2 separate regions of the Mus musculus genome follow, and region 1 is linked to region 2. A link is a contact called in public ChIA-PET data. All regions are on one chromosome and are shown on one strand. The core of a region is the stretch at or near the end of the contact, and the rest is flanking DNA. Distances in the headings are between cores, read along the strand shown. Region 1 has its middle 9.8 kb from the start of Gm40501. Region 2 overlaps Klhl2 (kelch-like 2, Mayven).

The links. ChIA-PET counts read pairs in DNA pulled down with a chosen protein or histone mark.
Region 1: a contact with region 2 is called in an RNA polymerase II ChIA-PET map of memory CD8 T cells, with 10 read pairs. The contact joins two enhancer-like sites. A contact is called at or near these places in 1 of 484 Hi-C or Micro-C datasets (embryonic stem cells), 2 of 115 datasets of contacts at active chromatin or transcription factors (embryonic stem cells and memory CD8 T cells) and 2 of 9 other capture datasets (adipose tissue and liver).

The regions. Positions count from the first base shown.
Region 1 is chr8:64,867,722-64,874,741 of GRCm38.p6, reverse strand. No RefSeq gene overlaps it. Among named protein-coding and RNA genes, the nearest start is that of Gm40501, 9.8 kb to the left of the region's middle. Within about 2 kb of position 2,766, at least 73 of the 459 cell types and tissues checked have an H3K27ac peak or open chromatin away from gene starts, as enhancers often do. A contact at or near this core is called in memory CD8 T cells, where this site is marked.
Region 2 is chr8:64,759,988-64,766,088 of GRCm38.p6, reverse strand. Klhl2 (kelch-like 2, Mayven) reads left to right here. Exons shown (of 15, transcript NM_178633.3): 6 at 1,857-1,966. Among named protein-coding and RNA genes, the nearest start is that of Gm46040, 12 kb to the left of the region's middle. Within about 2 kb of position 1,783, at least 16 of the 459 cell types and tissues checked have an H3K27ac peak or open chromatin away from gene starts, as enhancers often do. A contact at or near this core is called in memory CD8 T cells, where this site is marked.

The DNA of each region.
Region 1 (7,020 bases), core at 1,517-4,016, 110 kb before region 2:
TGAGAAGCACCTGAAAAAATGTTCATCATCCTTAATCATCAGAGGAATGCAAATCAAAACAACCCTGAGATTCCATCTCACACCAGTCAGAATGGCTAAGATCAAAAATTCAGGTGACAGCAGATGCTGGCGAGGATGTGGAGAAAGAGGAACACTCCTCCATTGTTGGTGGGATTGCAAGCTTGTACAACCACTCTGGAAATCAGTCTGGCGGTTCCTCAGAAAATTGGACATAGTACTACCGGAGGATCCCGCAATACCTCTCCTGGGCATATATCCAGAAGATGTTCCAACCGGTAAGAAGGACACATGCTCCACTATGTTCATAGCAGCCTTATTTATAATAGCCAGAAGCTGTAAAGAACCCCGATGCCCCTCAACAGAGGAATGGATACAGAAAATGTGGTACATCTACACAATGGAGTACTACTCAGCTATTAAAAAGAATGAATTTATGAAATTCCTAGCCAAATGGATGGACCTGGAGGGCATCATCCTGAGTGAGGTAACACAATCACAAAAGAACTCAAATGATATGTACTCACTGATAAGTGGATATTAGCCCAGAAACTTAGTATAGCGAGATATAAGGTACAATTTGCAAAACACATGAAATTGAAGAAGAACGAAGACCAAAGTGTGGACACTTTGCCCCTTCTTAGAATTGGAAACAATCACCCATGGAAGGAGTTACAGCGACAAAGTTTGGAGCTGAGACAAAAGGATGGACCATGTAGAGACTGCCATATCCAGGGATCCACCCCATAATTAGCCTCTAAACTATGACACCATTGCATACACTAGCAAGCCTTTGTTGCAAGGACCGTGATATAGCTGTCTCTTGTGAGACTATGCCTGGGCCTAGCAAACACAGAAGTGGATGCTCACAGTCAGCTATTGGATGGATCACAGGGCCCCCAATAGAGGAGCTAGAGAAAGTACCCAAGGAGCTAAAGGGAACTGCAACCCTATAGGTGGAACAACAATATGAACTAAGCAGTACCCCGGAGCTCTTGACTCTAGCTGCATATGTATCAAAAGATGGCCTAGTCGGCCATCACTGGAAAGAGAGGCCCATTGGACTTGCAAACTTTATATGCCCCAGTACAGGGGAACGCCAGGGCCAAAAAATGGGAATGGGTGGGTAGGGGAGTGGGGGGGGGGAGGATGTGGGGGACTTTTGGGATAGCATTGGAAATGTAATTGAGGAAAATACGTAATTAAAAAAAGCTTTATAATTATAAACTAGTCATATAATAATACTATAACATCAAGATATTTTACATTGTTTACAATGTCTGTGCTTTTTAAAATAACAAAAGCAAAAATGAAAATGAGACTATCATTTTAAAGGCATGTTTTTAAATATTGACTAAAAAATAAAGGCAACTCCTGTTTTCAAAAAAAAAAAAAAAAAGAAAGAAAGAAAGAAAGAAAGAAAGAAAGAAAGAAAGAAAGTAGGTTGGGCAAGCCATGCAAACAAGCCAGTAAAATAGTACCCTTCCAGGTTCCTGCCTCGCATTCTGCCTGAATGTCCCCCAACAATGAACTATAAGTTGCAGTGGAAATAAACCATCTCCTTCCCAAGTTGCTTTTGGTCATGGTCTTTATACCAGTAATAGGAAGCAAGTTTATTAACTTGCCACCAACACACTTCCAAAGCCAAAGGTCCAGGCTACACAGTCAAGCCTCCCACCCCATCAAAAACCTCCAGTAAAATAGCCTTATTCTTCTTTTAAATTTTGTATATGTGTATGTATGAGTGGTACACACATGGGGCCGTGTGCATTGGAGCATGCAGAGACCAGAACAGAACATCAGTTGGCTTTCTCTGATCACCTTTGGCCTGATTGCCTGGAGACATGGTCTCCCACTAAACTTGAGGCTCACTGTTCTGTCTGGGTTGGCTGGTCTGTCAGCTCCTTAGTGTCTGTCTATCTCTACCCCTGTGTTAGAGCGACAAGCACACACAGTCATGCTTGGCTATTCTTTCCTTTCCTTTTCTTTCTTTCCTTTTCTCTTTTTTCTTTCTCTCTTTCTTTCTTTCTTTTTTATGTTGAGGGCCGAGGAGTTTAAAATTGCATATGCATGGGTGTTTTTTTCTTGCATGTATATCCGTGAGTCACTTGCATACATGCACAGTGCCTGCAGAGACCAGGAGCAGACATTGCATCCCCTGGATCTAGCATTACAGGTGGTTGAGTCACTATGTAGCTGCTGGGAATCAAACCTGGGTCCTTTGGAAGAGGGCTTTTAACTGTTGAGCCATCTCCACAGCCCCATTGTGCTAGGGATTCTAGTTGAGGCCCTGCTTCTTAAAAAGCAGCAATCTTCCCCACAGAGCCATATCCCCAGTTCAACTTTCAGAAAAATCAATATAGTTTTACTGTAAGAAGTGCTATCAGAGAGCTGTATGGGGTAAAAATGATGTGGTCCTACCCACCGCCTTGCTAGGGAGAAGTGGGTGGAGGATTGGTGGGTTGGGGTCACAGTCTCACCCAGTCCCTAGAGGTCACAGTGGATAGCCATCTTGGCCTGAGAGATGTCTGACACATCACCTCAGTTGTAATGTTTGAAAACAGAAAAATCTTACACTCAAAACAATCCTGTCTGTGTGCCTGCCAATCAGTCAGTTCCCGGCTTTGCTGGAACAGTGGTCAGATACTAAAAAGGAAATGTTACAGAATGCTTACGCCCCGCCCATCCTGTGTGTGGTACAGACTGTTAACCGCACACCTTGTGTTATCCCTCACACATCCTGGATTCCTGGGGAGAGGGAGTATGATGTGGGCGTATTTCGTGTGCTTGATATCTATAAATACACTCAGAGGCTGCTCAAAGCTGCTCCCTGTTATTCTGGCATCTTCTCTATTCCGGGTTTCCTCACACACCCTCACAGAAGAGGAGAAAGTGGATTTCAACTCTGCCACCCTGACCACAATCCCAGAAAATCACTCTAACAACAGTTACTGATTTTTAGGTACACCTTCCTCTCAGACGGGCAATGTGAGAGGCGAGTCCTTTGGCAGCCGCATGCTGCACACCGATTTCTGCTAGGTTCTCTTGACCTCCTTCTGGGCCGACTTTGGAGACACCACTTCTATTTTTGGCACCATCTGCCTTCTGTAGTTTGATTCAGGGTTTTCTCCCAGCCCATGACTCTGATGCTATTTTTTGTTTGAAGCTTTTCTTTCTTTCTTTTCCCAGAAACCCCAGCCCACAGATCTTCCACCCACTGCTGCCTAAGGCTTACCCAGCCCTTGGAGTCTGCAGTCAGTCACCTGGAGGGGAGGATTTGCTAGGGTTCAAGATCCATTGAAGTTGTCCCTTCTCACCCCTCTAGTCAGACCTGTGGTTTTCAGAATACAGTGTGTGCCTCACATGATGGCTTTGCCCTGTACTAGCTATGGGTTATTTAGTGCCTTACTAGACTTAGGTTTCTCAACCAAAAGAGGGAATCCCTGACTTTACCTCAACTGGGTCTTCCTTTATATCCCATGCTGACCCCAAATTCCTGGATTTAAACAATCCTCCCATACTTGCCTCCCTAGTAGTCGAGACTACGAACACATACTATCCAAACTACCTTAAAATGGGGGATATTAATAGTACCTTCATCACAGGATGGGATGCGTAATATTGATTGTTTACTTGACAGGACCTAGAACCACTTAGGAGACAAATATCTGTAAGGAAGTTTATAGACTGGGCTAAGACAGAAGACCCTCCCTAAATATGGGCAGCACATTCTTCATGTCCTGGATTGAGTAAAAAGGGAAAAGGGAGAGATGAATATTGTCTCCTTTCATATCCGTCTTTCTCAGCTTCCTGACTGTGGATGTAATGTGACCAGCGATGGCCATGATGCCCCCACTCTGATGAACGATACTCTCAAACTGTGAACCAAGATGCACCTCCCTTAATAAGCTTTTGTTGGGTATTTTGTCAGGGCATTGAAACAGTATCTAATACATGAGGTTTTAATAAAGATGGTAGTGGATTAATGGCAAACTTAATGGACCACGCTTCCTCAACCCAACATATTCCTTACAATGTTAGTTTTAGCTTTGGCCATGCAGCCTGATTTGGGCAATAGCACAGAAAGAGATTTGAAACACACACACACACACACACACACACACAGAGAGAGAGAGAGAGAGAGAGAGTGTGTGTGTTTTGTATTTACTTCCTTACTGATTTGTAGAACTTGGCCACCACCTGAAGAAGCCTGGCTTAACCTACTGGATTCTTAGATACCAGTTGGCTCTGTCTTATCAGCCTACTGCTAAACCAGTCAATGGGACATCGGGGAGTAGCCAAACCCTGCTGGCTTGCCACGTGGCTGTAGCCATATGTGTGACTCCAGCTGTCACCATATGGAGCAGAGGTAAACTTTCCCAGTTCAAAGTGCCAATCCATAGAATCTAAAACAAATAAGCCATGATCAAGTCATTATATTGGGACCTGTCTGTTTTTTAGCAATGATTGAATGATGCAAAATTAATAAACTTGCTTGCATGGTACATGGACAGTATTTAGGAATGTGTCCAGATTGGGATATGTCAGTAGCTACTTAGCATTAGTTTAAACCAACCATTTTCTTATTCTGGAAATTCCTATCTAGGCTGAGGCTTCTTAGACCCTTGTGCTTTTGCAGACGTCTAAAGCTTGCACATCCGTATTTGCCCACCACCTACCTTCTTCCTTGTCTTCCAGGCAGGGAGTATCCAGAATATTTCCTAATTAGGAAGACATTGACTAACACTATGTAATCCACTTGAATGTCAGAGTCATCTTCAAGATTTAGATTAAGGCTTAATATTGGATGTCACCTGGCTTATCCCAACAGCACATCGGGCTTCTCTGCTCGGGCTTGCACATCACTTAACCCCCACCCCACCCTGTTCTTCACACACTACCTCTCTTAAATCAAATTATCATAAGTCAGAGGCTAAGCGATATGTAGCTCAGTTGGTAGAGTGCTTGCCTGGTACACAAAGTTCTGAGTTCTATCCTCAGCATAAACCAGGTGTAGCACTGCATGTTTGTAACCTCAGGTCTTAGAAGATACAGGCAGGAGGATGAGAAGTTCAAGTTCATCTTTAGCTATATAACAAGATCAAGGCCAGCCTGGGGTACATGGACTTTATAATAAGCAAATAAATAAACAAAAGCAGACAGAGGCAGGAAGACCACAACTCTGAGGCTAGTCTAGGCTACATATGTAAATGCTGTCTTCCCAAAGTCAGATTCTATTACTCTGAGGGAAGTCTAATACTACAACCATTTTCTTGTTCACTCAGTAAGATCTGAAGTTTTTTCATAGGCCCAGAAATCTTACAAAGATTGGAACCTGCTCTTGGCCATCATCCTGCCAATCTCACTTTTCCAGGAAACCTAAACTGGGTCTCCTACATGTGCTCCCAAGCCTTCCTTTGCCCTTTTACTTCAGTGTCACTTGAGGACCCACCAGAGCACCAGAAACAGGAGATAGATCCATGGAGAGCATGCACATGCATAGGAAAATCCACACACACACACACACACACACACACACACACACACACAGAGAGAGAGAGAGAGAGAGAGAGAGAGATACACACACATAGACATGTACTTTCACATACCTACACAGAGACAAATGTATACACTCATACACAGAGACAGATGCACACATACACAGATGTACTTACACATACATAGAGACAGATACACACACATACACAGAGACAGACGCACATATACATGTACATACAAAGAGACATGTGCACACAAATATTCAGAGACAGATGTATACACATACAGAGGGATGCACACACACATGGACAATATATAGACAGATGTTCTCACACATACATGCATAGAGACAAATGTATACAATGTATACACACATACACAGAGAAACATGTACCTACACATACACAGATGTACTCACATATACATACACAGAGACAGATGTGCATACACACACATGATGAGTCCTGCTTGGCCATGTGGAAGGGATGGTGTGATATGGCTTCTTGCCCCTGGAGAAGAGACAGCAGGACAAAGGCCTCCATGACTTTTGATGGTTGCTGGGCATGTGCGTATAAAAACATATATTTTTTACTTTATGTTCCTCCTTCAGGCGAATGTTCTCTCTGCCAAGGTTAATGACACCATGATAATCAGAAACAGCACAGTCTGGGATTTGAGGGTGTGTCTATGTCCTTAGCAAGAGTGGTAAACACTGTGACCTTTAGGACAACCCTTAAGGCTGTGGGAAAGAACTCCGAAAAGTTGAGTTCAAATATATATAAACAGGATTTCTCAACTATGTAAAATACAAGGATGCGATACAAATTGTATGAGGGGCATCATGAACCTAAAAGAACAGAGGCAGCTACACTAGGAGCCAGCTTGTCAGAAAGATACAAAGGCAGGCAGATTCCTGAGTTCAAGGTCAGCATGGGACAGAGAGAATTTAGGTCCAGGCATGGTCAGAATGGTAATCTCAGGACAGGATCCCACCCAGCTAAATTTATTGCTTATGCTTAAAAAGGCAGACAGATCTCTGAATTCATTTGCAATGAAGAAAGAAAGAAAGAAAGAAAGAAAGAAAGAAAGAAAGAAAGAAAGAAAGAAAGAGAGAGAAAGGAAGGAAGGAAGAAAGACTTGCTGTTTTTTCCTAAGTCAAAGGGCAATCATGGAATGCTGATTTATGGGAGGGTGAAAAGAGAACTTGGTGTAAGTGACTGAATTGATATGTAAATAAAAGGCTGGGCTTTTGGTCTGCAAGGGATGAGCTAGCAGAGACCCATAGCAGCTCTTTTAAAATTTTTTTTTTCTAGGAAGAGCTAAGCAGTACTGTGGAAAGTGAACGCAGCTCTTTTAGAAAAGTTTAAAGCTCTTTTAGAATTTTTTTCTAGCAGCTGCCCAGAGAGAACTCCTTGGAGAGCAAACACAGCTCTTCAAGAATTTTTTTCTAGTACAAGAGAGCTGTCTAAAGCAGGGAGCCGTCTCTAGCAGAAAGCTATCTCG
Region 2 (6,101 bases), core at 534-3,033:
CCTGTCACCCGTCTCTCATTTTCTCAGTGTTTTCAGGTTTTTGTTTGGAGACCAGGTCTGTGTAGCCTCTGTGGCCTGAATTTCGTGTTGTTCTAACAGATGTGTGGATCTGTAGGATGGTGTCGTTGGTGATGGGACAAGATGACAGGTGTCTTTTGATGTGCTTGTTTTCCACCTTTATGTAATCGTTGAGGAAGTGTTTATTCAGATCTCTCGCCCATTTGAAAAAATGGGACTATTTTTCTTGTTGAGATTTAAGAGTTCCATGTTTTACATAACAGTCTTTTGTAAGTTAAATGTTTTATAGAGTTTTCTCTTGAAAATTATGACATCTTTTTATTTCATAACACAAAGATCTAATGTTAATGAAGTGCAGTGCACTAATTGTTTGCTTCATCCGACGACTTGCTTCCTGGGCTGTGTACAGGAAGTCATCGCAGGCCAGACCCCACTAGGTCTTCTCCTGACATTCTGTGCTTCTAAGGCCATTGTGTGATCCATTTGGGGTTAATTTTTTTTTCATTTACAAAAGAAATTCCGTCTTCATGTTTATTTCAGTGTGATATCTTGCTTGCCTAACCCAGACACTGACTTTGAAAAGAACTGTGTCTGTGGGATTTTTGTAAATCCAATAATTTTGTAATTACCCCACGAGTTGCTCATTATGTTTGAAGTCATCTGGTGAGCAGCCTTTTATAAAGTGAATAGGTATTCAGGAGGTTTGTGAAAGTGCACATTTTGTTTTTAAATATTTTAAATCGAACGCTAATAATTTTCTTTAGGGTATCTTGAAATGCGTATTGAAAGGAAGCTTTTATTTCACCATAGAAAAGTTTTTTAACCATACTGTAGGAGTACAGTCAACTGTGAAGGCCAAGTGGGAGATAATGTAGACTTTCTGGTATTCGTTTAGCATTTGGAGGTCACAGGGCTAACAGGCCCTGTTAGAGTTCTTAACCTCCTCCACACGTAGTTCCTTATTCTTTATAAAACATTATCATGTCATTAGTATGTTAGGAACCTTTCTGAGCCTCTACAGGTGTGGAAGCCATGGTTTAGGGGATTATATAATCACCCCACATCATACAAGCCAGCACATGGTAGAGCTGAGATTCAAACTTGGTGTGCCTAAGTGCAAAGCCCAGACCACAGTCTTCTATGTCTAGCTCACACTTTGTAAGCGGGAAGTGGGTTTGCAATAAAAAGCTGTTTTGTACTGGATACATCCTTTATAAGCTTTTAAATCATTAATTATGTTATAAAGTCATGTCATTATGTTGCTCCCTGACCCCCTCAAAAATCAGAAGAATCAAGGAGAGGATTTGAGTGTTTTAAGAATTACCAATTTTACCAGTTTCCTGGGAAGGACTTGAGGTATAAAATCAATCATTTTGTTCCCAAATAAATTACTTATAGAATTTAGATCTATTGTAAACCTTTGCTTTTGCTTCATTGTAATGAACTAATTTTTTTAAAAGCTGCGCACGTGTTTATATTGGACAGTACTTAAGGCTTTTTGTTAAGTTTTCAAACAGTTTTCTCCCATTGTAATGTTCTAATGTTTTGCATACTATATTCAAGGATGTGGATTTACACTACCAAGTGCTTTGTATGACCCGAGGTTTTATAGATTTAAATATAGAATGCGCTGTGCTACAACATAGCTGTTTAGTGTGCACTGTTTTAAGCCCTAACACTGTTTTAAGCCCAGTGAGTGTACATGAAGGCAGCCTTGGCATTGATTCTTGCCCAGAAGAGACGCCATTGGCTTCCTTCCTTTTGGGTTAAGAGATGTTTCCCTGTTGGCTGTGTGGCGATGAAGTGATTAACGACTTCTCTCTCTGGCTCTCCAACAGAACAACATTTTGCAGATGTCGTACTTAGTGAAGAGTTTCTTAACCTCGGCATCGAGCAGGTGTGCAGCTTAATCTCCAGTGATAAACTCACCATTTCCTCCGAGGAGAAGGCAAGTGACCTCTTCCCCTTTGCTTCCTCTCTTCCCTCCACCATCTTCTCTCCACTTCCTTCTGTGGTGCTAGGTAGTTTCCTGTCTTTCTGTTTCTTTAGGGGTGGTCTGTGTGTGTGTGTGTGTCAGGAAACATGTATAGAACAGAGGACCTGGTGTTGTCCATGTTGAGTTAGGTCTCTCACTAGCCTGGAATTCTCTAGTAGGCTGGGCTAGCCAGCCAAGAATCTCTCTGCTGAGATAACAATGATGCACCACCATGACTATTTTAACCTGAGTTCTAAGGATCCAAGTCCAGTTCTAATGCTTGCAAAGACATGACTGATATATTTCCCCAGCCCAGTATTTCCTTACTTTATTTCATGTTTTTCATAAGTTGTGCTCCTGTATGAGTAGAAGCCTTGGGGGCCTAGAAGAAATGGACTTGACCACTACAGCAAAAGCTTATACACAGCAAGGGATTTGAACCAAGAACCTTTGGGAGACTGGGTTCTTTCTACAGCTAGATGCCTACAAACACAAATAACAAAAACTCATTAGTTTTGCTGTCTTGTGAGTTGAAAGACCTTTCTTTAAATTAAAAAATTATTATTATTTATGTATATGTGTATCTATGTGAGTGAATGCTGTGTGTGTGTGTGTGTGTGTGTGTGTGTGTGTACAGAAGGAGACCAGAAGTGGGAGTTGGATCCCCTGGAGCTGGAGTTATAGGCAGTTGTCCACCCAAGTTGGGTGTTAGGATCTTCTGTCACAGAAAGTGCTCCTGACTGCAGAGCTATTTCTCCAGTCCCTTAAGAGAACTCACTCACTGCATTGCGTTCAATAGTTCTAGATTGAAAACTGTTGAATGATATCATCCTTTTAAGTGGCTTTTTGAAACTTTTATGTCACCCTACAGTCAGCTAGCCTCCCCCTCCCTCCCTCCCTCCCTCCCTCCCTCCCTCCCTCCCTCCCTCCCTTCCTCCCATTATGCACTTGCTTTATTTGACACCACATTCCTGAACCTTTTATATGGCTGGAGACACAATCTTCTCCCAAACTGTTTTCTCTGGGCAGTTTGTAATTCTTGGGAGTTGGGAGACAAATGCTTACAGAGCTAGGCATGATGCTACATAACTCTGTTCCCAGCCTTTGGGAGTAGAGCTAGGCATGCACAACTCTATTCCCAGCATTCGGGAGCATGAGTCAGGAGAATCTTTGACCTGGCTGTCAAGAGATCCTGTCTCAAAACAACAAAACCAAAACAACAGCAATGAATAGAAACTCATAGAAATGGGACATGTGATTTGAATTTAAAGTTGTAGAGGCTCCAGTTCTATTTCTCAGGTTCTCATGTGAGAATGAAAAGAAGCATTCTCTCTATAATTTACAATGTGACAAAACTATGCAGAGCTGTGACGTGTACAACCTTAGCCATTTACAGAAGGGTGACATTCCTGCTCATGTAATAGATGAGGACTGAGCACACCTGTCACTGTCTCAGGGCACTGGATTTGAGACGCACCAAGTAGACTCCTCTAGTCATAGAAACTGGAGTGACTACGGGATTACAGAGCTCTGCATGGGGCACTGGCGGAGCGTTTTATTTTGGGGTCAGGGGTGGTACTTCAGCTTGGTTTACATGTAGGATCCACACCTTTAAAACTGAGCTAGAGTTCATCGGAGAAATGGAAATGGTTTGGGATGGGAAAAGCACTTCAGGGCACGGGAACAGACAACACAGATGTAAAGGCTGTGAGAGGGCGGTTGCTCAGCGGTGGCTGGAGGTAGAATATGGCTGCGAGAGTAGTGGGAAACGAAGTGGGAAGAGAACACCATGACTGTCTTCAGCTGGGTTACATCCCATGACCTTTCTTATGCTGTGGAAGAGCTGCTTCCAGGCTTTAACGGGAGATGGATACCATTAGAGAAAGATCATGAAGACTGCTTTGGTTTTATACTGATACCTTAATGAGCCACCCTGGAATGTAATGGGACGCTCAATACCAAATACTTTTAGCATGTGTACAATTCAGTAGTTGAACTCCATGGAAGATGGAGTGGGACAGCCTGTTTCTGTGCCATAGCATCCAAGGCTTCAGTCAGACTAGTCCAGATAACAGATAACAATGTCTAACCTGATTCTATTGGAGCAGAGATGCAGGGCTTCCCTTCTTTATCATGGAGTGTCCTGTGAGTCTGGGATGTCTAGAGTAACTCCTTCCTAGATTTGTCAGGCTTGGAGCTCTATCTCCACATCCCTGTCTGTCCTTTTCCTCTTTTGTTACTTGCTAGAGGTTTTCATGGTGTGGTAATCATTGCAGGTAACCATACGTCTTATGTAGTGTATATGGCAATTCAAGGGGCCAAGGTGAAAGTCGCTTGCCTCTCTGACCCTCCCACTTTCCAAAGCCACAGATTGGCTTCTTCTGTACACATTCTGTTGTTTGCATGGGGACAGTTTAGATTAATTGCAGAATGCTATTGCACAATATTGTGAGTCCTTGGAGACAGGACTTACTGAGGGAGCAGCGTTTGAGCTAGCTTTCGTGGTGATGGTGAGCTGGAGCCCTCCTGTGGCATGAAGGCCAAATAGGAAAATGTTGAGGCTATAGCGACGAGCAGGAGAACCTGATGTAAGGCCTGAAGCAGGGCCGTGATGCCAACAGAGTGGAGCTGCGGTGAATAGAATTGACAGACTGCCAGCTCCTCCTTATTGTTGACACCTGGCACACAGAAGAATTTAATAAGTCCTGGTTGGCAGGATAAATTAAAGGTGGTAATTAGAATGCTGTATCAAAATAACCTGTTTTTGTTTCCAGTAACATTTGCATATTTCCATACATATCCTCACCCTTTTAAAGATTATCAGGAAGTGTACCCACCAATCCCGGAAGAGGTTGTGTAGAAAGACACTGCCTCTTTCTTAGCGTATTAGTTCTCTCAGGAATATGTTGTATAGTGGTCCTCTTTCTGTTAAGTTTGTAAAGATGTTCAAAATACAACATTTAAGTGTGTTCTGTTGGGATAAAAGAGTGTTAGCCCATTTTGTAGACCATTGATTTATAAGTGTATGATCCAAACTTTGTTCATAAAACTAAAGAGAATTTCAAAGATGAGTTATTCATAAGGGCGCATTTATTTGTTAGTTCTGTGTTGCAGTGACCACAACACTTGACAGAAACAACATAAAGGAGAAAAGATTTGTTCTGAATAGTGGTTTCAGACCACTCAGGGTCTCATAACCGGAGAGCATGGTGGAACAAGTTTCCTGTCATGGGGGCTAAGAAGCAGAGAAAAGGAGACACTGGCACCCTGCTGAATTTCTCCTTACTGCAGCTGGGTCCCCAGTCGATAATTTTGGATGGGTGGTTCCCCCTACACCTAGGTTGGGTTCTTTTGTTTTGTCTTGTCTGTTTGTGAAAACACCTTCATAGGCACACCCAGGACAGATTCTAAAGCCAGCCACGTAAACGGTGATTAATCAGTACATGATGTGGTGGTTTGAATAAGTATGGCCCCCATAGATAGACCCATGTATTTGAATACTTGCTCCTCAGTTGGTGGAAATGTCTGGCAAAGATTAGGAGGCGTGGCCTTGTTGGAGGAATTGTGGCCATGTGGGAGGAGGTGTGACCCTGGAGGTGGGCTTTGAGGCTTCAAGAGCCTTTCCCAGTTAGTCCTCTCTGCCTTTTACATGGGGATGGAGATGTGATCTCTTGGCTGGCAACTGCTCCAGCACCATTCTTCCCTGCCTGTCTCCTGCAATGCACCTGACATCACGGTCTTGAACTCTAACAGTGAGCCTCAAACTAAGCCTCCTTTTATACGTTGCCTTGGCTGTGGCGTTTTGTCATGGCGGTAGAAAAGAAACTAAGACACGTGGTTTGGGGTGTCCCTGACAGTGGTTTGTTCTAAACGAGCCTAAGTCTGTAATGAGAACTAAGTGCACAGCGAAGGAAGTTGTGGAAACCATTTATCACTGCTAAGTTCAGTAAGAGTTATGCTGACCTTAGTGATGCTTAGGAAATACATAATGAAAAGTGATTATTGAGCAAGCCAAGATACTTACTTAATGGACTACTTACAAACATCACATATCAAAATAAAGAGAAGAGAATGGAGTAAATAACCCTTGTGTGTTGCAAGTCAAGAC